Regions from separate parts of the Sus scrofa genome. Here regions 1, 2, 3 and 4 are each linked to region 5. Evidence: chromatin contacts called from public Hi-C, HiChIP or PLAC-seq and promoter capture Hi-C data. All regions are on one chromosome and are shown on one strand. The core of a region is the stretch at or near the end of the contact, and the rest is flanking DNA. Distances in the headings are between cores, read along the strand shown. Region 1 holds the start of LOC106510300 (basic proline-rich protein-like). Region 2 holds the start of ZC3H10 (zinc finger CCCH domain-containing protein 10). Region 3 holds the start of STAT2 (signal transducer and activator of transcription 2). Region 4 holds the start of SMARCC2 (SWI/SNF complex subunit SMARCC2). Region 5 holds the start of MBD6 (methyl-CpG-binding domain protein 6).

Evidence for each region. Promoter capture Hi-C pulls out the DNA fragments that hold promoters and counts their contacts. A called contact is a pair of places that touch in the nucleus more often than the background predicts. HiChIP or PLAC-seq counts read pairs in DNA pulled down with a chosen protein or histone mark.
Region 1: a promoter capture Hi-C map of fetal liver shows a contact between it and region 5, with 5 times the contacts expected there. The contact joins the promoter of LOC106510300 here to the promoter of MBD6 in region 5. A contact is called at or near these places in 1 of 5 promoter capture datasets (fetal liver) and 1 of 47 Hi-C or Micro-C datasets (heart right ventricle).
Region 2: a contact with region 5 is called in an H3K27ac HiChIP or PLAC-seq map of skeletal muscle, with 3 times the contacts expected there. The contact joins the promoter of ZC3H10 here to the promoter of MBD6 in region 5. A contact is called at or near these places in 1 of 5 promoter capture datasets (liver), 1 of 47 Hi-C or Micro-C datasets (heart right ventricle) and 1 of 2 datasets of contacts at active chromatin or transcription factors (skeletal muscle).
Region 3: a Hi-C map of liver shows a contact between it and region 5, with 3 times the contacts expected there. The contact joins the promoter of STAT2 here to the promoter of MBD6 in region 5.
Region 4: a Hi-C map of liver shows a contact between it and region 5, with 3 times the contacts expected there. The contact joins the promoter of SMARCC2 here to the promoter of MBD6 in region 5. A contact is called at or near these places in 1 of 47 Hi-C or Micro-C datasets (liver) and 1 of 2 datasets of contacts at active chromatin or transcription factors (skeletal muscle).

The regions. Positions count from the first base shown.
Region 1 is chr5:21,173,806-21,178,633 of Sscrofa11.1, forward strand. LOC106510300 (basic proline-rich protein-like) reads left to right here and starts at 1,257. Exons shown (of 2, transcript XM_013997622.1): 1 at 1,257-1,565; 2 at 1,634-2,044. The coding sequence starts at 1,257. The coding sequence ends at 2,044. It overlaps CD63 (CD63 antigen), which reads right to left and starts at 2,420. Exons shown (of 8, transcript XM_005663878.2): 1 at 1,868-2,420; 2 at 1,193-1,269; 3 at 24-212. The coding sequence starts at 1,258. It overlaps LOC102162669 (a long non-coding RNA gene), which reads left to right and starts at 2,088. Exons shown (of 2, transcript XR_303407.3): 1 at 2,088-2,206; 2 at 2,599-3,434.
Region 2 is chr5:21,503,070-21,507,975 of Sscrofa11.1, forward strand. ZC3H10 (zinc finger CCCH domain-containing protein 10) reads left to right here and starts at 3,441. Exons shown (of 6, transcript XM_003126269.6): 1 at 3,441-3,547; 2 at 3,661-3,685; 3 at 4,079-4,101; 4 at 4,371-4,906. It overlaps PA2G4 (proliferation-associated protein 2G4), which reads left to right. Exons shown (of 14, transcript XM_013988304.2): 14 at 55-224.
Region 3 is chr5:21,745,265-21,750,735 of Sscrofa11.1, forward strand. STAT2 (signal transducer and activator of transcription 2) reads right to left here and starts at 3,696. Exons shown (of 24, transcript NM_213889.1): 1 at 3,630-3,696; 2 at 1,346-1,489; 3 at 270-423. The coding sequence starts at 1,476.
Region 4 is chr5:21,584,466-21,589,807 of Sscrofa11.1, forward strand. SMARCC2 (SWI/SNF complex subunit SMARCC2) reads right to left here and starts at 2,312. Exons shown (of 29, transcript XM_001929168.6): 1 at 2,080-2,312; 2 at 1-8. The coding sequence starts at 2,190. TRNAS-CGA (a tRNA gene) reads left to right here and starts at 3,114; the gene lies at 3,114-3,195.
Region 5 is chr5:22,788,323-22,793,305 of Sscrofa11.1, forward strand. It overlaps MBD6 (methyl-CpG-binding domain protein 6), which reads left to right and starts at 1,898. Exons shown (of 14, transcript XM_013997655.2): 1 at 1,898-3,754; 2 at 4,774-4,837. It also overlaps a transcript of DDIT3 not described here.

The DNA of each region.
Region 1 (4,828 bases), core at 7-2,506, 1.6 Mb before region 5:
CGTGCTGGCCCACCGCCACTCACTGTGACCATAAGACAGTAGTTCTCCTTGCAGGTCCCACAGCAGCCCACAAAGGCCACCAGGAAGAGGAAGGCACCCACTGCGATGATGACCACAGGCAACAGGGAGCCAGGGGTGGCCCCCTGGGTAATGGTCTGATTTAGCACGAGCTGGACCCAGATCCCCACGGCGATCAGTCCCACGGCACAGGCCTGCGGGGAGGACAGAGCAGGACTGAGAGGCCGCACAACCCATCAGCCCTCCAAGGTGGAGGGCGCGATGGACCCGGGACACAGACCAGAACCCCACTCCAGAGACGGATTCTCACACCTCCAGGGGACCTAACTGTGGGGGAGAAGGGTGAGCCATCCTTGCCAGGGAGGGCTGGGAAACTGTTCAAGGCTCTCAGAGAAGGCAGTCAGAAGGAACCACACCTTCCACAACCCGCTCCTCACCAAGGCAAAAAGAGAAGTTCCCAGAAAGCCTTGACCCCAGGGCACAAATTCCCAACAAAGAGAAGTGCTTCCTGTGAGCCTCTTCCTATGGGCCTCCAGGGCTCCCAGAACTGCCCTCTCACTGTCCTCCAGTGCCCACCACATCCTCACCAGCTGTGACTAGGGTTCCTGGGGCCCACTAGGGTTCCTCAGGACTCGGGTTCCTCAGGCCCACTAGGCCAGGGAGGAGAAGGGAGGAGGAAGCGGGGTAAGGGTGACCTGCCCCTCCCTGGACAAACAATCCTCTCTCAAGCCGGGGGCCCAGGGCAGGAGCCATCTAGGTGGACAGAGCCCTCTCCAACCCCCAAGCAGGAAGGAGGGGGTATGAGGGAATGGAGAGGAAGGGGGGGTGGAGGGTGCGGAGGGGCACCCCGTGGTGATAGCATCAAGCCGTTGGCGGGTTGCCCCACTGCCCCATATCACAAGAGGTTGGGTCACCAGACAGGAAAGGCAAGGAGGGATTACGGGGAGGGTGCTAGGCACCCAGGCCGGCCATTCTCGATCCCAAACAGTCTCAAAGATCCCTGCTTTGAGCTGGAGGAGGCGATGGCCGCGCTGCCCTCGGCCGTTAGCCGGGAGTTCCTTCCACATCTGCTCTCCAGCTGCCTTCCTTCTTGACCCCTCAGCCGTCAGCACTCCCGAGCCAGTTCTCCCCGCACCCTGCCAGCGCGCCCCCATCGTCCCCGCTCCCCACTCACGCAAAAGGCCAGCAGAAGAACGTAGAGCAAGAACTTGACACATCTCATTCCTCCTTCCACCGCCATGGCTGCCTGGCCTGGGGCACAGGGGAGGGCAGGGGGATTAGAACCGGTCGAAGGGGTATCCGGGCTTCGGAGCGCCCTGCCGGCCCTCGAGACCTCCCCTGCGCGGCCCCCATTCCCGGCCCCTCCCACCCGGAAACCCGCGGTCAGATCCACGTCTCCCAGCCCCCTCTTCTCCCTGCAGGAGAGGGGTGGGGGCGCCCGTCGCCCAGCCCGGACCCCGCCCCGCCGCGTCCCTGGCCCCGGACTGATCCAAGGGCGCCCGCTGGGGCCAGGGCTGGACGCCCACCCTGGGCCCGCCAGCCCCCAGGTGTTAAACACCCCCTCCCCACCCAACCAGCCCCCCAAAATTGTCCTCAGCTCTAGCCCGATCCCCAGGCCACTTTCCCCTGGGCTCTGACCACCGCCAAAAATAAGTGCGTCCCGCGCTCCGCATCCCACCCCTCCCGGGCCTCCGGAACTTTCCAAAGTTGCAAAGTTGCGAGGGCCTCGGGAGCAGCGGGGGAGCGAAGCCGATCTTCAGAGGCCCGGAGCGAGGCCCTGAGCGGGGAGCGGCTGGCGATTCCCCCCAACACCCCGACGCCAGAGCCGGAGCGGGCTCCGCGGCCTCACCTGGGCTCCCCGAGGCTGTGCGCTGCACTCCCGCCGCGGCTCAGGGGCTCTCTAGCTGCGCCCCCCGGCTCCGGCCCCGCCCGGCGCGCGGCCCCGCCCCGGCTCCATCCGCAGCCCCCTCCCCCGCCGAGTAGCCGCCAGCCTCCCTCATGTGACGCGAGAACAGCTGCGGCCTGAGTCACCCGGCCTGCAGGAGGAAGGCCGAGACCCCGGCCGGGTCAAGGCCACGTGGCCCCTGCCTGGAAGACGGCGCCCACCCCCCGCAAAGGGAGGGCACCAAGGGCAAGACCCCGGGGTGCCTGGGTTCTCCTGGCTTCCCCAGCCCCGTGCCAACTCGGGGTAGGAGAGGGGGACCAGGCGCCGCCTGCTTTTCTTTGGCTCAGGCAAACGGGGGAGACGTGTGAGAGCTAAAGGAGGGATGAGCGGCCCAGAGGAACCCTCTGTGCACCCAGCCCGGGCGGCGGAGCTGAGGCGAGGGGACAAGATGGTCTTCAAGAGGCCTCCTCATCCTCCACCCAGAGCCCACTCCCTTCCTCTCGCTCCAACTCTGTTCCAGCCCCTCACCCCTTCCCCGAGTCAGTAGAGGGCGCTGTTGGGTCCCTGGGATAGGGTGGGTCGCGAATAAACACTTTTAGAAAGTCCCTGGCTTCACATCCTGGGGGTCCCCCACCATTCTAGAAGGGGTGTTCCTTCTCTCCGCTCCCATTGTTAGTCCATTCTCCATTTTGTAGGATTCCGGAGGAGTGAGCGGAGAAATAGAGGAAGCCTTTCCCAGGACATCCCACCCCGTCAGTCATGATGCGTCATGAATGAGGTCCCTCCCTCCACTCCCGGATCAGCCTGTTACCCGGGAGGCGTGCCGAGGACACTTAGGCGAGCACAGCACGTATTCCCTGCATTTTCCTCGCCCGTCCTGGACAGCCCAGGGGCAAAGCCTGGAGAGGACTGGAAGGTGAGGGGGGGGTGGGCTCCAGAAGAAACTGTGTGAACGGGGCAAGGACGGAACCAGCCACCACACCGCTGCCCGCCCAGCCTGAACCCACCCCTTGCGTTTTTCTGGTCCTGCCTGAAGAACCATTTCCTGAGCTGTGGTGTGTGTACACAAAGAAGGAAGGAAACTTTAAGAGCAAAAGGAAGGCGCACTGGGCTGGGCTGGGCTGAGAACCAGTTTCCAGGATCACTATCTTCAAGCGAAACACACCAAGCCCCTTCTGGACATTGCTCCCCAGTTATCACCTGCAGGCAGGCTGGGGAGGAGGAGCCAAGACTCCGAAGAAAGGAGTATTCCTCTGTTTCTGCCAGGCATGTGCTGGGCACAGGGCCAGCGAGGTGAGGAAGTTGATGGCCCTGTCCTCTGCCAGCAGGCAGAACCAAGCCCACACTGTGAATAGACGCAGAAACCCCTGGTGGCAGCTGGACTAGCTCAGAGGGAGGGGCAGGAGGTGCCGATGCCCCAGAGGGAAAAAGAAAAAGATTTCACAGAGGTGGGTGGTGCTCTCCCAGGGGAGCTTGGCGAATAAAAGGGCAAGCATCAGTTCCAGTGCCAAGGAAAGGGCCAGGTGTAAAAGAGGAGTCGTTTTGTTTATTTATTTATTTATTTTTAATTTTTGTCTTTTCAGGCATACGGAAGGTCCCAGGCTAGGGGTTGAGTCAGAGACAACCACAGCAACGCCAGATCCGAGCGGTGTCTGCAACCTACACCACAGCTCACGGCAAGGCCAGATCCTTCACCCACTGAGCCGAGCGAGGACTGGGATTGAACCGCATCCTCATAACTAGTTGGGTTCATTACTGCTGGACCACAATGGGAACTTCCAAAAAAGGAGTAGTTTTAAAAGTCCATGGCAGGGAGTTCCCACTGTGGCTCAGTGGGTTAACAAACCCAACTAGTAACCATGAGAATGTGGGTTTGATCCCTGGCATTGCTCGGTGGGTTAAGGAGCCGGCGTGGCCTTGAGTTGTGCGAATGTAGCCCTAAAAAGCAAAAACACAAACTCTTTTTTAATTTAAAAATAAAGTCCATGGCAGATTGGGATTGGCCAGCTGCCTCACAGGGCTGGGGAAGGATGTGGTGACAGATGGACGGGAGGGAAGCTGGTCTGAAGTCAAATTGAGAAACTTTAGGAGTTAGCATCGTCGTGGCACAGCGGAAATGAATCTGACTAGGAAACATAATGTTGAAGTTTCAATCCCTGGCCTCGCTCAGTGGGTTAAGGATCTGACGTTGCAGTGAGCTGTGGTGTAGGTTGCTTACGAGGCTCAGATCTGCTGTGGCTGTGGCGTAGGCCGGTGACCCCTAGCCCGGGAACCTCCGTATGCAATGGGTGCGGCCCTAAAAACCAAAAAAAAAAAAAGATTGAGAAACATTAAATACCTACTCACCAAGTATAATGCTTGCTCTTTGATTACATCTTTGCCTGAACAACCATGAAAGACATTTTGGGAACAGCTGGGCAAATTTAAATATTGACTGAGAATTAGACCTGAGAAAATAATTTTCTTAGGTATGATGACAGTATGATTATATAGGAAAATTCCTCTTTTTTTTTTTTGTCTATTTGCCTTTTCTAGGGCCGCTCCTGCGGCATATGGAGGTTCCCAGGCTAGGGTCTAATCAGAGCTGTAGCCGCTGGCCTACGCCAGAGCCACAGCAACGCAGGATCCGAGTCACATTTGCAACCTACACCACAGCTCACGGCAACACTAGATCCTCAACCTGCTGAGCAAGGCCAGAGATCGAACCCGCAAACTCATGGTTCCTAGTCGGACTCACCAACCACTGAGCCACGATGGGAACTCCTCCACTATTTTTTTTAATATGCATATGAAAATACTTAAGGATGGAATGTCATATTTGTAATTTACTTTGCAATACTTCACAAAACAGTAGATGAAGCACAAAGAAGACAGTCTGGGTGACAGGACTATTGAGAACTTAGGTGGCTGGGTTGGGTGTGTTCT
Region 2 (4,906 bases), core at 2,191-4,690, 1.3 Mb before region 5:
CCCTTCCCACCACACCCCAGGCTCTGTGAAGTGCAGTTCGTCTTCTCCACCCAGGACCGCCAGCAGAGCGGGGTCTCCCTGTCCTCCTCCCAGCCCCCAGCCCAGCCCCCTTCCAACAACAACCAGCTCCAACTGACTCTGGTCTTGGGAGGCCAGGCTTCCCAGCCACCGAAGACTACTTTAAATAGAAAAGAGAAATTGAATAATAAAATCAGGAGTCAAAATCCATCGTCTTCAAGCCCCTCTTTCTAGCCTTTTTCTACTGTTCTCTGCTTGGTCGAGGTTTATGGCCCTACAACAGAACGGGGAGGAGGCTAAAGTAGCCACCACCACCAAAAACAGCTGAAATGTTTTTATACCACTCCAACGGCAACATTTTCCCATCTGTTGGGCCTTGTTCCTCTCTTTTCCCACTCTTCCCACGTATTTTATCAGGCCTCAAAATAGAGAAGGAGCTATTCTTCAAATTTGTTTTCCTTCACATGTGGCAGATTCCTTTTATGATCCAGGCTATCTAGTCAGGCCCCTCCTGTTTTTAGGAGCTGGAGCCTGCATTTATTTGCCAAGGGATTCTCATCTATCAAATGGATCCTCATTTGTAAATCTTTGTAGTCAATTTTATTCTGCAGGACTCCCCCCCTCCCCACTTCCACAAAGCTGTAAAGAAGTAATCCATCTCAACCTTGTCCCATTTCTTTGGAGTCAGCAGGGTTCTTCCCTTGCTCCATGTTAGAAGCCTGAGCTGGAAGCTCAATTGTGGTTTTGTTCCCTGTTTGAAATATATTGACCTCCCTTCCTTGAAAGAAAGACCAGGAACCAGAAGAGCAGACTGACTGAAGAGACAAAACTCCTGGCTTTCTGAAGCTGTGGACTCAGATTGGATGAATTGCTAGGGGTTTGGAGACAAAGGTGATGAATTGCAGTACCTCTGGCATGCTGTCCCAGGGAACTAGGGCTCCTGCTAACTTATGAGGTTTTTAAACATTGAAAATGACATGGCATTAAAATAAATTTGGATTTGCTCATAATCTTGTGTCTCTATGATACTTATTTGATGAAGGTGGGGGAGTGAGTTGAAAGGATCATTTGAAACCAGTTTTCTACAGCCATATTCTACCTTTCTTTTTAAAAAAAAAAAAAAAATCCTAAATCCTGGGTTCTGCAAATTCAGAGTAAATTTTATAATGGGAGTTTAGTTTTCTAAAGTAAAAACATAGCCTTTGCTTGCTGCTGACACTTCATTCAGGACACTTAATGTTTACTGCAAAAAAAAAAAAAAGAACACTTGGGAGTTCTCTTGTGGCACAGTGGGTAAGGAGCCAGCATCACTGCAGCGACTTGAGTTGTTGCTGTGGCAGTTTCCATCCCTGGCAAGGGAACTTTCCACATGCCACAGGTGCAGCCAGAAAGAAAAAAATAATAACTATGCAAGTGTTTTTTCTTGACTTAGGAAGCCAGGAAGAATGCCTTTAGAATTAGGCAATTTTTCAGGGCCAGTCTGAGATTGGGTGGCAATTTATTAGAGCATTTTACACTGGAGGCATTGTGGATTTGAAGATACTATACTGAATAAAACCATATAGAGCTTATAGACTAGAAAGCAACAGGTGAAATCATAGTGGACTTGATACAAAGTAATTCTGCTGGTGTTTTGTTTGTTTGTCTTGTTTTTCTTCCCATTTTTGGCTGCCCCAGGGCATGCAGAGTTCCTGGGCCAGGGATCAGATCCAAGCTGCACTATAGACCTAAGACCCAAGCCACAGCCGCTGTAACTCGGGATCCTTTATCCCTTGTGCTGGGCCAGGGCTTGAACCTGCATCCCAGCTCTCCCAAGACGCCACCAATCCCACTGTGCCACAGAGGAAACTTTTTTTTTTTTTTAATGCATGCACCAGCGGCATATATAAATTCCTGGGCCAGGGATTGATTCCAAGCCACAGCTGCAGCAATTCTGGATCCTTTAATCCTCACCCAGGGATGGAACCTGGATCTTTGCAGCAACCTGATCTGCTGTTGCTTTTTTTTTTTTTTTTTTGTCTTTTTGCCACTTCTTGGGCGGCTCCTGCAGCATACGGAGGTTCCAAGGCTAGGGGTCTAATCGGAGCTGTAGCTGCCAGCCTACGCCAGAGCCACAGCAACGCAGGATCCGAGCTGCGTCTGCGACCTACACCACAGCTCACAGCAACGCCGGATCGTTAACCCACTGAGCAAGGGCAGGGACCGAACCCGCAACCTCATGGTTCCTACTCGGATTCGTTAACCACTGCGCCACGACAGGAACTCCCGCTGTTGGATTCTTAACCCACTGCACTGGGGCAGGAACTCTTAGGGTTTTTATTTTTGTTTTCAAAAACTTATTCCATTCTAGGAGCTCCCCTGGTGGTGCAGTGGGTTAAGGATCTGGCGTTGTCACTGCAGTGGCTCAGGTCGCTGCTGTGGCCTGCCTGGCCTAGGAACTTCAACTTTTGCATGCAGTGGGCGGGGCCAAAAAACCAAAAACTTACATTCTGATGGAGATAATACTAAAACCACCTAAGCACTTGGAACAAGGGTCCTAAATTTAGATATTTTTTTTTCCAGAGCTAAAAAGGGGAAAGGTTATAAAAGGAAACCACTAAAAAAAAAGGATTATAATAAGCCTTTACTGTATTTTACAGTGAATAAGGCGAAGTCTGCATGATTAAAGGTTCCCTTTCATCCTAACTCAAGTTTCCTGTAACCAAATCTTTGGGAGTCTTTTTCTGGGTGCTTCTGACCCAATCATACGAGGAGACTGGCAAGTTATCTTACCATCAAATACCATTCTTGTCCTAAAGAAATGTCTAGCCGATCCTAGCTAGCTTCCCTTCTGTTCTTTGATTTGATCTTCACGTTGTGTAGAGGGAGAATCACTTAAGTATATTCTAAGCCAGATGCTTTGTGGCCAGGAATCTAGTGACATTCTGCCTCAGGCGTTGGAGTTGGCTAGAAAAAGAGTTGATCTATCTTAAATAGTGCCAAAGGTCTCTGTAGTATGACAAGCTTTCTCGACTCCCCACTTTACATCCTTCCACGTTCTGGAATCTTAGAACCTTTGGAAGTTCCGAAATAGAATCTCCCTGCAGCAACTTAGGTTCAGAACATAAGGCAAACCAGTTTTTGTAAACTCTGCATCTATCCACAGTAAAATGGAGGGTGTCGCCGGGAAACTGCAACTCCCATGAAGCAATGAGAGGGAAGACGGAAGTCACTAACCTACGCTTTTCTGCACTTCTGGGTCTCTTACTGGAAATACATGCTCATATTTAAATAATATAGTATCCTTATAATAAAACCTGGGGAAGGGAAATTTTGTAACTCACACTCAAAATAGTCTATTTTCCAAGAGAACTGTCCCAACTCAAACACTTACCACGAACCCAAAGGGCCAAAAGCTATTGTTATTACCCTCCCGCAGCCCCGCCCCTGGGGGCAGGGCGAGACCACGGAAGTGACGACACCGAGCATTGCATTAAATATCCGTAGGCGGGCCCCTAGCGCTCTCTCGGCCTTAGCGCCATCTTCTGAGGTGAGTCTCGGTTTGGGCTCTCTCCGGTTCCGAGTACAATCCGTAAACATCTGATCTCTGCGATTGCCATCATTACAGCGAACTAACTGTAGACTTTTTTTCTTTACCCGTAGAAACCTCCGCGCCATGAGAGCGAAGGTAAGCAGTCCCCGTTAGTGAGCTGAGGCTCTAAGAATTGGCAGTTGCAGGGGAGACCCAGGCAAGGGAAGTCCGCCATCGTTCTCGGATCGCTAGGTTCTCAAGGGTGCCCAAGAGCTGGTGGGACAGGGAGGATAGTTTGGGGAGAAGCAGAAGCTGGGAGTTAAGTGGGGGTGGAGAGCGGGAATAGGATAGCGCATGCGGGATTGGGGTTTTACAGCGGGGATCCGGGTGGGAGTCCAAGTTGTTGATGTGATTACTGCGACTAAGTCCTCCTAAGTGGTTAAACCTGTCTGGTTAAAAATTACACTATTTATATTCCTCCCTAAACTCGTTGCTACAACTAATGATATCTCGTTTTATTCTCTGCTTCTGGTTGTGATCGGTTGACAGTGGAGGAAGAAGCGAATGCGCAGGTATGCTGAGACTGCAAGTACAGGGTGGGGGAACTGGAGCACACCTTGGGCGAAGCTTGGGAGGAACATTTGGTTTAGAAATCTAAACAGCTTAAGATGAAAAACATGAGCATTGACTTGGCAAAACCAGGGATTGGACACAAGAGGATAGAACCGTAGTGTTCGTTGATTTTTTTTACCCACCCCTTGTATGGTATGCACATTTTAGATGGGAGGGAAAGAAGATTGGGTTTGTGGGCAGGAGGTGCATTCTCGTGTCTGGTTTTCAGGCTGAAGCGCAAAAGAAGAAAGATGAGGCAGAGGTCCAAGTAAACTTGTACACCGTGGAAGCCACAGGAGCAGAAACGAAATCCCAGAGGCCAGGGACGTTGGTACAATTTGTTGGACTGCATGCCTTCTGTCTAGAACTTGTCTCAATGGATCTATAACAACTTTTCGCCGTTCTGATCGCCTGGACCACTCTGAGACCCACCTTGCTCATATCAAAATGGTCCCTTTTGGTTTTTTGCCCTGGACCTGTGACTTTCTGGACTAGTTCTGTTCTCAGTTGTGGCTGAATGTAACACGTGTACAATAAATTATCTGCTGTTTTAGCTGAAGAAAAAAAGTCATCTTGTCTGTTGATGTGGTTTTTATGGTTCATTGGCTGGGGTGTTCTGTATGAGTACTCGCTTTAGAGAATATCTACACTGAGTCGGGGGTGCGGGCCCCGCCCCTGGCCGACTGGTTCTGGACCCTGGGAGTTGCTGGAGTGTTGGGTGGCTCTTATTTCCTGGAAAGGGCGTTACACACGTCAGGGACCGCT
Region 3 (5,471 bases), core at 2,446-4,945, 1.0 Mb before region 5:
AGATCCTCCCCACCAGTGACCTCAGTATTTCGCCCTCCTTCAGGGTCCCAAGCCTTGAAACACTGGTGTCCCAAATTCTAGCCTCTTCTGAACAGGGTCATCTAGACTCTGCCCGTCTCTCTGCCAAGTCCACACTCTGTCCCCTTTTCTCCAGATCTTTCCCTGGCCCTTTGAACCTCCAGGTCTTGTTCCATGGTCCATACCCTAAAACATACTCCTCTACGCTCAGTTCCCATTCATATTTTGTTATTCCCAGCTCCTCCAAGTACCTGAATGTCCCGATAGAATTTTCGCAAGTTGTGCTGTAGCAACAAACACTCAGGGTCCTGGCCACAGCGGCCACAGTCATAGTTCAGTTGGTCCAAGAAGTGGAAGAACAGCATGTTAGCCTTGGAATCATCGTTGCCCAGTGCAGCTTCCTGCCTGGAGACCAGGAAGGACAAGGATTAGTATCTCTGCAGGATTTTTTTTTTTTTTCAAATGGCTGCACCTGCAACAAATGGAAGTTCCAGGCTAGGGGTTGAATCAGAGCTGCAGCTGTGGGCCTATACCACAGCTACAGCAATCAATGCCAGATCTGAGCCACATCTGCAACCAGCCTATGCTGCAGCTTGTGGCAATGCCAGATCCTTTATTTATTTATTTATTTATTTTGTCTTTTTGCCTTTTCTAGGGCTGCTTCCCGTGGCATATGGAAGTTCCCAGGCTAGGGGTCTAATCAGAGCTGTAGCCGCCAGCCTATGCCACAGCCACAGCAATGCGGGATCTGAGCCGCATCTGCAACCTACACCACAGCTCACAGCAATGCTGGATCCTTAACCCACTGAGCAAGGCCAGGGACCGAACCTGCAACCTCATGGTTCCTAGTCGGATTTGTTAACCATTGTGCCATGATGGGAACTCCAAAGCCAGATCCTTTAACCCGCTGAGTGAAGCCAGGGATCAAACCCTCATCCTCATGGATACCAGTTGCACTCTTTTTTTTTGGTCTTTTTAGGGCCAAACCTGCGGCATATGGAGGTTTCCAGGCTGGGGTCCAATCAGAGCTGAAGCCACTGGCCTACACCACAGCCACAGCGACACCAGATTCGAGCCATATCTGCGACCTACACCCCAGCTCACGCCAGATCCTTAACCCTCTGAGCAAGGCCAGGGATCGAACCCATGCCCTTGTGGATACTAGTCAGGTTTGTCAACTGCTAGCCATGATGGGAACTCCCAGGTTGCTACTATCTTGAAGCCTTCCAAACCCTTCCCTCCCTCAGTGTCTCCAGGATCCTGGAGACTTAGAGGAAAGAAACCACTTTCCTCATCCCCCTCAAGGGGATGAGGCTGAAGGCCTCACCAGTTCTGGTCTTCAATCCAGACAGCTAAGTACTGTCGAACATCCACTGGCAGGAGGCTCTCTGAGTAGAGCTGGTGCAGCTGATCCTGAAATGGGCTGTCAAGATTCTGCAGCATCTCCCACTGCGCCATTTGGCCTCTGAATCTGAAGGATGCAGGTTCCCAGTTGGAAATTTTGTTGGATTAAATCATCCAGTCTCATTATTTTTTTTTCTTGCTTTTTAGGGCCACACTTACGGCATATGGAAGTTCCCAGGCAAGGGGTTGAATCCGAGCTGCAGCTGCTGGCCTGTGCCGCAGCCACATCAATGCCAGATCCGAGCCACATCCATGACCTACATCACAGCTTATGGCAACGCCAGATCCTTAACCCACTGAGTGGGGCCAGGGATCAAACCATATCCTCATGGATACTAGTTGGGTTTGTTACCACTGAGCCACAACAGGAACTCCTCATGATTATTTGTTATATAAATTTAAAACATTTTAATTATACAGGTAAGAAAAAATACAGAAAAAAAATTAAAGTCTAGATTAATCCCACTCCCAATCCTCATCCCTTCTCCTCCCCTCCATAAGTAACCCTATTATCAATTTAGTGCACATTCTTTCAGGGAGTACTATTTAAGAGCTTCAATATGTAAGCCTTTTTGTTTCAATGGTACTTTTCAAACATAAAACAAAGTAGAGTGAATAGTACAAAGATCATCCATTTACCCATCATTTAGCTTCAACAAACATTGAATTTTTTTTTTCTTCTTTTTACAGCCATACCTGTGGCATATGGAAGTTCCCCAGCCAGGAGTCAAATTGCAGCTGCAGCTGCCAGCCTACCCCATAGCCACAGCAACACGGGATTCTTAACCCTCTGAACAAGGGCAGAGATCAAACCAGCATCCTCACAGAGACAATGTGGTGTCCTTAACTCACTGAGCCACAACAGGAACTCCGAAACATTGAATATTTCTATGAGCTTTATTTCATCTATTTCCTTCAATGAATTTATTTTAAATTTATTTGTCTGTGTTTGTATTCATTTATGCTGGAGCATTTAAAGGTCAGTCGTAAGTATTTATCTCAGCATTACCCTGCTGGCCCCAAAGCTTTATCAGGGGCTGAAACCTCCTTGGAGATAAGGTACATGCTATAAGCTGCTCTCCATGTTGGAAGGAGGAGCTCCATTCTAAAAGATGCTTAAACACTATGCAAAGCGTAACTCAACCCTAAGATTGTGACACTTTTACGATGATCTTTGTCAATCTTCAATTCTTCATGTAGAGTATCAACTCTGTGAGACATTTCACTCAAAAGTGGGTTTTGCCTGTCACCAAACATGCTGGGTAAGGAAAAAGAATATTTCTCTGTACCTTTCCCTGCCCACTGCCATCTGTCTGTTAGGAAATCAAAACTTATTACTGCCTGAGCCTAACAAAAAAAGAATCAACACCCACATTTGTGGTCTAAAAAAAGGTCACATGATTTTACTACAAATCAAATGCTTGGGGTGGAGAGATTCTTTTCCACCAGTATGAATATTCATGAGCTGCCTTTCTACTGGGCAGTAGGAACAGGGTAAGGAAAGGATTGGGCAGAGGCTCCTATTTTTCATTTCATTTACCCTTTGGTGGTACTTGACTTCTTAAACTGTGTACTGGTTTTGCTTCCAAAAACAAAGATGAGACCCCAGTTCCCAAAAAAACGAATCAGCTGGTATTAGAAAGCTGGTATTAGAAAGCTGGCAAGTAAACCCTAAGGCTTAAATATGAAAAACAAACCCCAAATATCTGGTCTTCCCAAATTGGTTACAAACACTGAGGTTAAGGGCTGTAAACTCTTTTTTTCTCCAGTAATCTGTCACTCTTTTAGGTGCCTATTTCCTGCTCAATAAGCTTTTCTGAAATGAACTGTGTGACCTTAGGTAAATCGGTTCACCTTTCCGTATCTTAACATTAACAAATAAGGATTATACCTTTAGACAGTGGAGTGTTTGTTTGATGAGGATCAAAAATAACACAGACCAGAATGTAAAAGCTTTGGCTAAGACAATGAACCAATGCAACTGATGCCAGGTTTTGGGTCTCGGAAGTTGCAGGGGTATTTTGGGAAGGGGAAGTTAGGGTTGGGGATCTAGGTTGGACAGGAGGATGAAGTAGCTGACAGCTCCCACTTCAACCTGGAGACAGAGTCCGACCCCTCCGGGACGTACATGCCGGGGCCTGCCTCCCTACATAGGAAGAAACTCATGCCTCCACCCACACCCCCGCGCGCCCTCTGAGGGTCCATACCTTGTTAGGGTCTCAGACCCGCTCTATGCCAGCAGCTCGGGTTCAGGCTTCCGGTCCCCAGAGTGAGAGCCAGTACAAGGGCCTCCCGCGCCGCCCTCGACTTCGGCCCGCCTCTCGGCCCCGCCCCCTTGCTGCAAGCTTGGGTAAGCCGCTGAACTCTGGAGCTCGCCGTTCCCAGCTGTGCACCCTGACACTGGCTGCCATTCAGCCAAGTTCTTCCGCAGGCTGTGAGCTCATTGGCGCTACCACGACTCCTCCCTCTCCGCGGGGCGGGACAAGAGGAGCCTAAACCACTCCTCCAGCTGCATTGATTGGTAGACATTCTCAAGTAAGCCCCGCCCCATGTCTGCGGGAGGGAGGTGTCCAACTAAAAGAACAGCGCAGGACTGAAACAGCTGATTTCCGAGAACCCACAAAAAAGCCGCGGAAGTGAGACTCGCTCATGCGCTCAGAGGCGCTAAACTAACAAGCGAAATGGATTTTGATTTTCATTACTTTGGGACAGGAAGGGGAGGGCTTAAGTAATAAGAACAACAAAAAAAAACTGTTTATTGATGGCACTGTGCTAAGCATTTACACAATGTATAATTTTTAATTTCCACAAAACTCATTGAGGTGAAAATCATTATCCTCACTTTAGAAATTTAAAAAACTGGGAGTTGCCGTCGTGGCGCAGTGGTTAACGAATCCGACTAGGAACCATGAGGTTGCCGGTTCGGTCCCTGCCCTTGCTCAGTGGGTTAACGATCCGGCGTTGCCGTGAGCTGTGGTGTAGGTTGCAGACGCGGCTCGGATCCCGCGTTGCTGTGGCTCTGGCGTAGGCCGGTGGCTACAGCTCCGATTCAACCCCTAGCCTGGGAATCTCCATATGCCGCGGGAGCAACAACAACAGCAACAACAACAACAAAAAAAAGGCAAAAAAAAAAAAAAGAAAGAAATTTAAAAAACTGAGTTTGGAGAAAGAAGTGAAATTACTAGCTAGTGATCAAAGCTCTAACGAGTAGAACCTGGATTCTAAGTCAAATCCTCTGATTCTGAACAACAAAATTTGAAATTCCTACATTTTACGGCACTGCCTTCCTCCTTGATAACAAATTAGATATATGGATTTTGAACACGCACATACAAACTTGTCAGAATATTAGATCTAGCCAATGTGTTTACCACCTTCTTTTATATCGCAGGATTCCCAAAGCCAGGATCTGAGTTGTAGCCCTTGAATAAGGTCCACCACCAGTAAGGAGGTGAACTTACTACTTCTGACACCAAAGGGGTCACGGTAGCTGTTTCTTCCAGGTCACCCATGGCTATGGTGCTCCCCAAGACCTCCTTGCTGGTCTCTGGTGGAGGGGTTTTCACCTCTCTCTCATTGTAATACTGGATCACACGATGAATCCCAGACTTCACTACAGGTTTAAGTGAAGTACTGATCAGTATTCCCCAGGGCCCCCCTGACGATCCAGCCATGGCTGTCAGGAGGTCATAACCCAGATCTATGACCCCATCTCGGCCTCTTTCCTTGGCCTTGTCGGAGCAGTTCTGAACAGCGTAATACAAAGCCGTGCCCAGGTTGTAGAAGGTTCCCACTCCCGGCAATAGCTGGACTATATTGTGCACACTCTGCTCCTTCTCATGCTCGCAGTCCTTGATGGAGAGGGATCGACGAGCCCTCTTTGGGCTTGTCTGCTCCTCGGCCCACTGCTGCAGAGCAGAAGACAGGGCATCCGCTGATACTCCCCTACCTGAGCTTCTGCCTTTCTCAAGTTCTTGAAGATGTCTGATAAGCATCTCTGTAGCATTTATACCCCCCTGGCGGTAGAGCTGAAGCTTCAGGACCTGTAC
Region 4 (5,342 bases), core at 1,062-3,561, 1.2 Mb before region 5:
TGTATATACTGGGGAAAGAGGGAAAGAAAAGAAAAAGAGACCCTGGATCAATGGTCTACCACCTCCCTTATTTCCTCCCCAGGAGCTCTGGAAGCATCTAGGGCAGGAAAAAAAGTGTCTTCTTCCCTCATGTCTGGTTTCTATTAAAAAAAAAAAAAAAAAAAAAACGGCAGAAGGGAGGCCCTACATGCCCCTCATCAGGAAGGTAAAATTCTGCTGCCCCCAGTCTAAGCTCCCAATTTTGGGAGATGAAGGTAAAGGCAGTTTCCAATTCTTCCTCAGCTGCACCCTAAAAATGGAATTGCAAGACCCTGATCTCTAGCCAACAGCAATGAGAGTTGTAAAATTCTGAAGATTCAGGGAGTTCAGGCCATGAAAGCAACCTCTTCAAGGCTCTAAGGGAGACAACAGTCTGTTTTGTAGAGTAACTTTGTGGAAGGTCAACATTTCCCCTATAATACAGCCTAATAAGAAAGGTGCAAGGAAGTAAGCTGAAGCAAACAGGCTGAAAGTGAGCTTACACCTTCTGCTTCTGCTAGGACTGGGCACAAATGCCTTCACAGGCTCTCCTAGATGGGAAAGACCAGCTACTACCCAGCCTGGTGGGAAACAGCAAGACAGCATCCGTCCTTTTGGAGGAAATTATTACAGACAAGCAACCCTGGGCCTTCTTAAACATTTCCTTGCTATGCTACCTAGCATCCCAGCCTCCTTCTGTTGTCATTTAAAACGGTGCCAAGAGGCTTTCTCTTTACCTTTTGACCCCTTTTTCCTCAGCCCTAATCACAGAGAAAAGCACACCTTTCACTGGGAGGTGTAAAAAGATCCTTGAAAGAAAAGGTAAATGACAGAAAGAGTTAAGAACTTGAAAGCTGAACCAGGTCACCGGCTGTCAATCCCCCCAGGGTCAGAGCCTAAGCCCCTAGACTGATCTCGCTTCCAAAAGATCAAAGGTAAGAAGCCTGGGAACAAGAGTCTCACACTGGGGTACAGAAAAGCCACACACCCAGCAGCTGTTTGTCAGGATCCTGACACCTGAGAGGAGAGACCTTCCAGAACAGGGCCAGGCTCCTGACCAGGATCAGAGGGGCATTCTCCTAAACCGCCCATCATGCTTCTGACAGGCTGCAAAGCTGAGCAGGAAGAACTGGGGAGCTGAAGGAAAGTCAGAAAGAGAACCCCTAACTGGGGGTAGTGAGAGGAAGAGAGAGGCAGACGGTTTCCAGAGAAAAACCCTATGTAGCAATGTTCCTTTCAACCAGGCCTAAAGACAAAGACACCACCAGGAACAGGTTTGGTAGAAGACAGGTAAGGCTTCTTGAACCCTTTGTTCACTACCTTATTATGTCCTGTTATGGCGTGGGGGGCTACAAACATAAAGTGTATCCTGGTCCTGAACCCCAAACCCAAGGCAAGGCACGGCCAGGTGGTGGGGTGAGTTCATTGTGACCCTGAAAATGGTTTTAGAAGGGGTAGCTGCCTGGAACTCCTACACTCTGCCTTCCAAAGAGGTTCTGTTGGAGCGGTAGAGACAGGTGATCTCGGGGTGGGGGCCTTTCTCAGGCTGATGAGCAGTCAAGGGCCTGCTCTGTGGCTGTTTACCCTTCTGCTTTCATCATCTCTCTCTGAACATACACAAAGCACAGGAGAGGCCTCAAACCTGCTGGTACCTGGCTCCGTGGGGAGCTCTGGCGGGCACCGTGGCGGGCACGTTGTAAGGGCGGGGGGTAGGGGGGGTGCCCATTCGGCACCGGGTCCACCCTGGCCGTCTCTCCCGGAAAAGCCCGGAAGGCGATGGCTTGGATGGGTGGGCAGCTGGCACCGGGACCCGCCGGGGCAACGGAGAAAAACAAGGGGCAGAGGGCGCAGCCGTGGGGGCGGGGGTTGGAATCAGCGGCTGGGGGGGGCAGTAAAAGAGGTTGGGGGAGGGGCGCGGGGCGGCGGAAGGCGCGCAGGGGCTGCTACGGCCGCCGCGGGGGAGGGGCCGCGGGCCGCGGGAGGGTGGGCAGGATCCGGGGGGCCGCGGGGCCGCGGTCCCTTTGTCCCGCCCCCAGCCCCCGCGCGGCCCTGCTCACGTACCTTCTTGTAGTTCTTGCCAAGCCAGAGCCGCACGTTGTCGAACTGGGTCACGGTGTCCGCGGCCTCGTAGTACTTCACGTTGGGGCCGCCGTCCTTCTTCCGCACCGCCATCTTCTCGGGCTCGGGCCCCGCCGCCGCCGCCGCCGCCGCCGCCGCCGAGGCCGCCCGCCCCGCTCAGCTCAGCTCCCGCCTCCTCCGCCTCCTCCTCCGCCCGCCTCCCGCCGCCTCCCGCCGCCGCGGCCGCCGCCTCCCGCCGCCTAGGCCGGCCCCGGCTCGCGCAGCGCCCCCTGCCGGCCGTCAGGGCGCGGCGGCGGCGGCGGCGGAGCCCCGGGAGCGGGGCGGACCCTGGCGGCCTCCCCGGCGGCGGCGGCGGCGGAGGCCAGAGCTTTGGGGAGGAGGCTGCTTCCTGGAGGGGGCGCACACTCCCCTGAGATCCCTTTTTAACTGAAGCCTTTTCTTGCTTCTCAGCCGGGGGAGCGGGGTACACTCTGTACCACGCCAAAGCGTTGCCCCTGCCTAAGGAGCCCCCAGCCCATGACTGCGACTGCTTTCGTAGCTATTAAACCGACAGAGTTCCTAATTCCAAGGAACCCCAGGTCTTTTTCCCCAAAAAGATCCTTCCTTTCATCCATCCCCAAGAGACTCCCGTTTAAACTCTCCGGAGCCTCCATCGCTCCTAACTCCTTGTCCCAGGTACCCCTCTCACCCCATAACCCGAAGAATCCCGGAGCCGCTACCGTGGGACCCAGCCCCTTTCCCCCAACCGCTTCCTCTGCAGGCCTCGCCATCGCCTCCTAAATAGCTTGGCGCTCCTTAAGACCCTCGTCTTCGCTGGGTGGGAGCCCCTCCCTCCTAGGGTCACCCGGTCCGCTTGACTCTTCCTTTGAGCCGCATGGAGGAAGCGGTAAGGAGCGGGGTGGGAGGAGGTCATTGGGTTGTGTATTAGGCCTGGCCCAGCTTCTCGCTGTCACACGCCCTTCCTGGTCGCTATGCGGACCCCTTCTGTAAGCGCGCGGCGAAGAACAGCTTCGTGAGTCACGGTGGCCGAGTGGTTAAGGCGTTGGACTCGAAATCCAATGGGGTTTCCCCGCACAGGTTCGAATCCTGTTCGTGACGGTCACTTTTTTTCCCCTTTATACGGAGACTCTAGTCTTGCCACCTGCCCTTCAAGCACTTCGTGTCTCGGAAACAGGGGCCAGAAGGTCCCAATCCTGGATTTGTGTGGGATGAGGGTAATCATGAGAAGCGTGATTATGCACAACCAACTCTGTTAGCTGCGAGGATGCAAGGCACTTTCAGAGTTCCGTAACTTCAGGTTTGCAAGCAGAGTTTTGGCATACGTTGTTTCATTCTTTAGGGAGGGCAGAGCAAAGGATTTGGTTGAAGAAGAGTTAAGTTTTGTTGGGAATGTCAGTGCTTGTGCTAGTATAGTCAAAACTAGAATTCCCAGGTAAAGAGGGCACCTCTGGAGTTCATGAACAGATGTCCCATCTTGTAGATCTTATTAGAATGAAGACCCAGAGGCATTCCTGCTGTGGCTCAGCGGTTAACGAATCCGACTGGGAAGTGTGAGGTTGTGGGTTCGATTCCTAACTTCGCTCAGTGGGTTAAAGATCCAGCGTTGCCGTGAGCTATGGTGTAGAGGTGTTGTGGCTGTGGTGTAGACCGGCGGCTATAGCTCTAATTAAACCCCTAGCCAGGGAACCTCCATATGCCGTGGGAGCAGCCCTAGAAGAGGCAAAAAGACAAAAAAAAAAAAAAAAAAAAAAAAAAAAAAGAATGAAGATCCAGGACATTCTCTCACTGGCTCCTTCTTGAGGAGATGCACCTAAGGTATTACAACACTGAGGGAAGTAGCCTATTTAAATATCAACATTGCCAATCTAGCTGGAGCTAGAGTGTGGGAGGCACTTTTTTATTGAGTGCTCATTATGGGCTAGGTACTGTTCTAAATTCATTGTTCCAAGTTCCTAGCTGGGGAATGAACCTTCTCTAACCTCTAACTAGCCTCTTCTTCCTATCCCCAATTTCTGATTGTAAGGAACATCTAGGATACTTGGGATTTTTTTTTTTTTTTTTTTTTTTTGGTCTTTTTGCCATTTCTTTGGGCCGCTCCCGCGGCATATGGAGGTTCCCAGGCTAGGGGTTGAATCGGAGCTGTAGCCACCGGCCTACGCCAGAGCCACAGCAACGCAGGATCCGAGCCGCGTCTGCAACCTACACCACAGCTCATGGCAACGCCGGATCGTTAACCCACTGAGCAAGGGCAGGGACCAAACCCGCAACCTCTTGGTTCCTAGTCGGATTCGTTAACCACTGCGCCACGACGGGAACTCCGGATTTTTTTTTTTTTTATTTGCTTTTTAGGGCTGCAGCTGCAGCATGTGGAAGTTCTCGCCCAAGCTAGGGGTCAAATTGGAGCTGCAGCTGCCAGCTTATATCACAGCCACAGCAATGCCAGATCCGAGCTGGAGCCACATCTGGGACCTGCACCACAGATTGTGCTTGTGGTAACACCAGAACCTTAACCCGCTCAACGAGACCAGGGATCAAACCCTCGTCCTCATGGATACTAGTCTGGTTTCGTAACCTGCTGAGCCACAATGAGAACATCCTAGGAGTTGTGTTTTATTTCTTGTACAGCCACATCTCCAAAAAGGAGTGCCAGAGGGCAGGCAGTTCAAAGGTAATTCACTGCGCTTTTTACACATTCACACTTTGGAGTTTCCCACCTTCCTACTGTACCCAGTATTATCACTTTCTATCCTTCAAGTCCTTTTTCCCGTTTTTTTGGTTGTTGTTTGTTTTGGCCTCGCTGAGCATGCAGAAGTTCCCAGGCCAGGGATCAAACCTATGCCGCAACAGTGACCCAAGCCAGCAGTGACAATGCCAGATCCTTAACCACCAGGCCACCAGGGAACTCCTTGAGGTTCTCCATTACAACAGCTGGAACCTATCAATGTACCACCACCATCCCCTAGGTCGTTGACACAAAAATTAAAATAAAAACAAGTTATATTTACCTCCTAAATAGTCTGAACTGTGTTCACATTTCTCCGAGCTGAATGCAGACCCACCACTTGCTGGAGGCTTCATTTGGAGAGTAGGGGTAATTGTGAGGACTACATTAGTTGCTATAGGTAGAGCTGCAGTAAAGCATTTACACTGTGGCCAGAGACCTTAAACCCTTCCATATTTGCTTTTTTTTTTTTTTTTCCATTACCTGGTCCTTTTATTTCTCCCCACTCTTCCATAGTAACTAC
Region 5 (4,983 bases), core at 648-3,147:
TCATTGACCACTCTCCCTCTTGCTCACTTCAGTCCAGCCAACTGGCCTCCTGTTCCCTAAAGATACTACACACGCTTCCACGTTAAGACCTGTGCTCTTGCTGTTCTTCACCTGGAGTGCTCTCCACATACTGCATGCCTTACTGCTTTGCCTCTATTTAGGTCTCTCATTTAAATGTCACCTCCGAAAGGGAATCCCTGACCACTCAGGTAAACTGTATTCTCCTCTCTGAGCATTCTCTACCCCTCCATGCCTTAGCTTTTCCCGTGGCACTTACATATTTGCTTACTGTATGCCTTTTCCTACTGCAATGGAAGCTCTGGGAGAGCAGAGAATTTTTTTTTTTTTCTTTTGTCCATGGATGTATGCTGAGCCTCACACTGCATGGCACATAGGAGGTGCTGGTTAAATATTTGTTAGGAATGAATGGTGCATTCTCCCCTGTCCCTCATAGGGATAAGGAGGATGAAGCCCAGAGGCAGAGCAGCAGCTGCCTATCCCTGGGGACTGTAGACGCAATACCGTCCTGAGTGTTTCTCTGCAGGGCTGTCCTCCCTGGGGAACCCTCCTTGCCTTCCAGTGTGTGGGACATAGCTTTCATCAGCAGTGGAGCCGCAGGCCAGAGGGCTGCAGAGCCGAGCAGGGGGCTAGCTAGCCTGATGCAATGGTTACACAGAGATTAGTTGGAGACAGGACACGGGGAAGGAGGCATAGACCAATCCCAGGGGAAGGACAATTCATTGGGGAGACCCCAAATGGCTTTCCTCACTTAAAAGATCCGGGATGCTCTCTTGTGCAGGAGACCCAGGGAGCTCTGAGGAAAGGGAAAACCCATCTCCGCTCCCGGTTCATGGGCACCCCTCTTCCCAAAGGCTTGTGTCAGCCTCTTTAAGATTCTGTCCTCTGCAAGGGCGCGGAAAAAATGTCCTGTGGAGGGTCCAGAAGCCCCAGCTACTGACGTGGCTATGCTGGCCCCGAGACGCTGCGGCTGAGACAGGATTGGGGGTGGGGAAGGGGCAGGGCCGATGGTGGCAAAGCCGGTTAGCTACGGTCACCAGGCTTCTCGGCGCGGGGGTGTGTCCTGTTGCTCGGCCTCATACCGGACAGGCCTAACGAGGAGGCTTGGGGTCAGCAACCGGAGAAAATACATCTCCCGAGGGCCCCTTCACCGACCAACAGAGAGCACGGTCTGTGCTCCGGACATAGGTGGGATAATACTGTCTTGCCAAGGAAGAGAGTCCGTAAGCACCATTTCCGAATAAAAGATTCCCCTCACTCCACCGGACAGTCACCTCACCGCTTTGCAGAGGGGGTGGGGCCACATCCCAAAGAGCGGATGCCCTAACCTGGAGAGGACAACTGGTGTTCGCGAGGATGGGAGAGTAAAAAAATAGGGAATCAGTACTCGCCTCTCTCCTCAGGTTCCGGCTCTGATTTTGGCTCTGTCGCTGCCACCGGCTCATCTTCAACATGATATTCTCTAAGCCTTAGACTCAAGCCTCTGACCTCCGCAGCGCAGAGCTGGGATCTTTTAACAGGGCCTTGCCCTCCCCTCTGGGGCGGATCCAGAAGCCTACCAATCAGAAAGCGGCACGCTGGCGTTGGCCCCGCCTCATCCCCTACATCCGCCACTCAGGAGCTCCTCGGCCCCGCCCCCATCACCTCCTCCCGCTTGGGGGTCGACTTCGTGTTGGACCCGGAAGTGGCTTTGGGTCACGAGGCTTCGCGGAGGAGGTGAGTGAGTCATGCGCGCGCGCGGAGGGGAGAGCTGGAGGGGGGAGGGGAGGAAAGGGGGGCGGGGATGATGCAATGTTTGGCAACCGGTGTCTGCGCGCGCACGCGCGCAAGGGACTGAGAGGGTAGTGGGAGGTGCGGGGGGTGGGGGTGCGGGGAAGAGGCGAGAGGGCGGGGCGCCAGCTCCCGGCACCCAACGGCCCCAACGGTTTTCAACCCGTCACCCCTAAGCTGCGGTGTGAAATCTCTCTGCAGCTTGTCTCTCTCTAGAGCTCATGTTCCACCCACCTGACATTAGCCCCCGTTCTATTTCCTCCATAAGGGACTCCCATTTTCCTCGCTTACCACCCTCTCCCAGCTAATGGACAGAAGGTCTTTTAAACATCCTTCCTTTGAAAATTTGCATCCATCAAGATTGTTTGCATCCTCTCCAGTTTTCTTAAAGGGGTCTTTTCTTTTAGCCCCCTGATTTCTTCCAAAGAGGCTGAAGAACTTGAATCCCCTTGGTGGTCATTTTCAGTTCCTCCCCTCTGAAGAGCACCCTTAGACGTTTATCTTTGCAAAGTTTCTGATGAGCCCTCAGCAAGCCAGAATTCATGTTCATTGCCGGGTGGACCGGATTCTGTCCCCCCCCCCCCCCACGTGGTGCTCTGGTGCCCTTCACCCAAGCCTGGGCCCGCCCTTTTCAGTGTACCACACCTGCAAGTCCTGTGACTCCCTGCTGTGAGGAGCCGGGCCCAGGCCTCCTGACTTCTAGGTGGGCTACAGTAGAGCCTTGTTGCCTGGAACACTGCTTGCACGTGAGCACACTACTGCTATGGAGTGGATTGTCAGGAGCCCAGATTCTAGCTTCAGCGGTCCTTCACTTGTCCATGAATCCTAGGGCAGCCACCTAATCTCTCTGTGCCTCGCCGTTCTGGTTCTCAAATACAAGATAATGAATTGTGAAAGTAAAATGAAAGACTTACGAACTTGGAGGCAGCTTGAACAAAAATGAAAAGCACCATGCAAAATTCAAAGTATTTTTCCAGTGCCATTAGGTAGAAAACATAGGCCATGTGGTGTCCTGTTACATATCCTCATACCCTCATGGGGGCAGCCAGAGTTTGTCCTAAGTAGAAACTGTCATAAGACCGCTTGTCGCTAGATAGCAGGTATAGGTGGTAGCGTGACGGTGACAAGTCCTTGGCCAGGCCTGCACCATTGCTCTAGACCTCCATTTCTCCTTCTGTAAGTGGAGGCGGGGGTGGATTGGACCAGATGGTCTCTCCTGGTCCAAAGACATGACCAGGTCGTCAGTGACAGGCAGAGGTCATGTGACTTGACAGGCCGGGGTCGTGTTGTGACATGTTGACCTGGGGAGGCGGGTCAAGTCTCAGCACACTACCCGGGAAGCCTTTGGGGCGGGGCAGGGCAAGTCGCGACTTTCATCTTTTGGGGCCAGCTCCTCCCGGACCTGGCATTCCTGGTTCCCCTAACAGATTGCGGCTTCGGAAGGGGCCCCTCCCCGAGGAGGGCTGGGATTGGCCACCAGTGGCCTGGGAAGAGGCTCGGATCCTTCCGCGGAGGGCGGGGGGCCGCGTGGGGTGTTTGTTCTCTTGGGGATTAATGGGGGGTTGTGGGGGAGGGGTAGGCGCGCTCCCGCATGCGCACTGCGACCCCTCCTGTTGGCTCGTCGTTGTCCGCTGGGCGGGGGCCCGGCCCCGCCCCTCTCCCGTCCGGGCAGCGGCGGCGGTGGCGGCGGCGGCGGCGGCGGCGGCAGCGGCGGCAGCGACGGCGGCGGCGGTAGCAGCCTGCGCAGTGCCTTCTGGGAACGGAATCCCCAGGGCTGCCCCTGGCCCCCATGGCGCATGCGCGGGAGGCCGCTCGGTGATCCGCGGCGGCGGCGGCGGCGCTTCCTGCTAGGACCGGCCAGGGCCGTACCGGAGGCTCGGGCTCCACCGACCCTCCTCCCACTCCCTCCCACTTACCCTCTGGGCCGCGACTGCGCAGGGCGGGGCCGGCCGAACCATGGGCCGCGGTGAGTGCAGGGCCCGGCCCCCCACCTCGCCCCTCCCCCTCCCCTCCCCTCCTGTCCCTACCCTCTGCCCCCGCGTCCTCTCGGCCTCTTTTCCCTGGCCCCATCCCCACTCCCCCGCCCTCACCTGCCCCCACCGTTTTTCCCTCTCACTGCTTGACTTTTGCCTTCTTCACCTCCTTCCCCTCAGTGCTTTGCCCACCCTCTACCCGCCCTCTCCCCAAGTTCCTTCCTACTTCATACGCCTTCCCCTCCTCCCCAAGCTGAGGGAAGCAGGCTGGGTGACAGGGCGCCTTGTTATGAGAGGGAAAGTTTAGAAGCCGCCAGTGTGGGGTGGGAGCGATGGTAAGGTTGGGGAGGATACTTGCAGGTTTGGAGGGCGTCCCCGTATATCAGAAGAGAATCCCTCTTGGAGCTAATTTGAAGCCAGTGGGACAGGAGGTGCTGAATCTCCTTGCCTTAGGCTTGGGGGGAAATCAGGAGCTTCTGAGGATCGTGGGAGAAGACAGAGCTGTGAGTCCAGCGTTTTAAGAAGACCCAGACGAAGTAGATCAGTGATTGTCTGATGGTGCCAGGCATGGGGGGAGTTGTGCTGGTACCACCCAAGCGGGCACTTGGGCAACTGCCTGGTGACCTCTGGGGCAGTCTGTACTTTTGTATGGTCTTCCTGAAGGGGAAGGAACAGCAGGAGCTAGAGTCTCTGGGAAACTTCCTACTGGCTTGGTATTGGGGGAATTAGCTCACACTTCTGGATGAAGGCTTTTTTCCTTGATGGGACAAAGGGTTCTCACCTATATATCTAGGGATTGAACTGCGATTCCTTGATCCCTCAGAGTTGAGGCTTTGACCCTCTGGTCCCCAGGGACTGGACATGGACGGGATGGTGGTAGACTCAGCAGATCCCTGAGATCTTTATGGATACTTAATCTATAGAAGATCTTTCCCTCGAGAGTATCCTGGGCTGTGGTGCTCTCCTAGGTTAGGCAGTTTCCTCACGGTCCCTTCTCTCTCCTGTGTTGCAGGTGTGGGCTAAATCGGCGGTCCCGGCTTTAGACTGGACCCCACAATGTTTGCAGAGATGTTCAGGTAGCCATGGTAGGGAGGCAGAGGGTTCCCCCTCATTCTCTCCCCCAGCTCTCTGAGGGTTTCCTCTTGCTGGCAAGTTCTCTTGAGTCTCCCCACAGCCTTTGCCTTTCTGGTGTACTCTCTCAGGTATCCAGCCCAGTTTAATC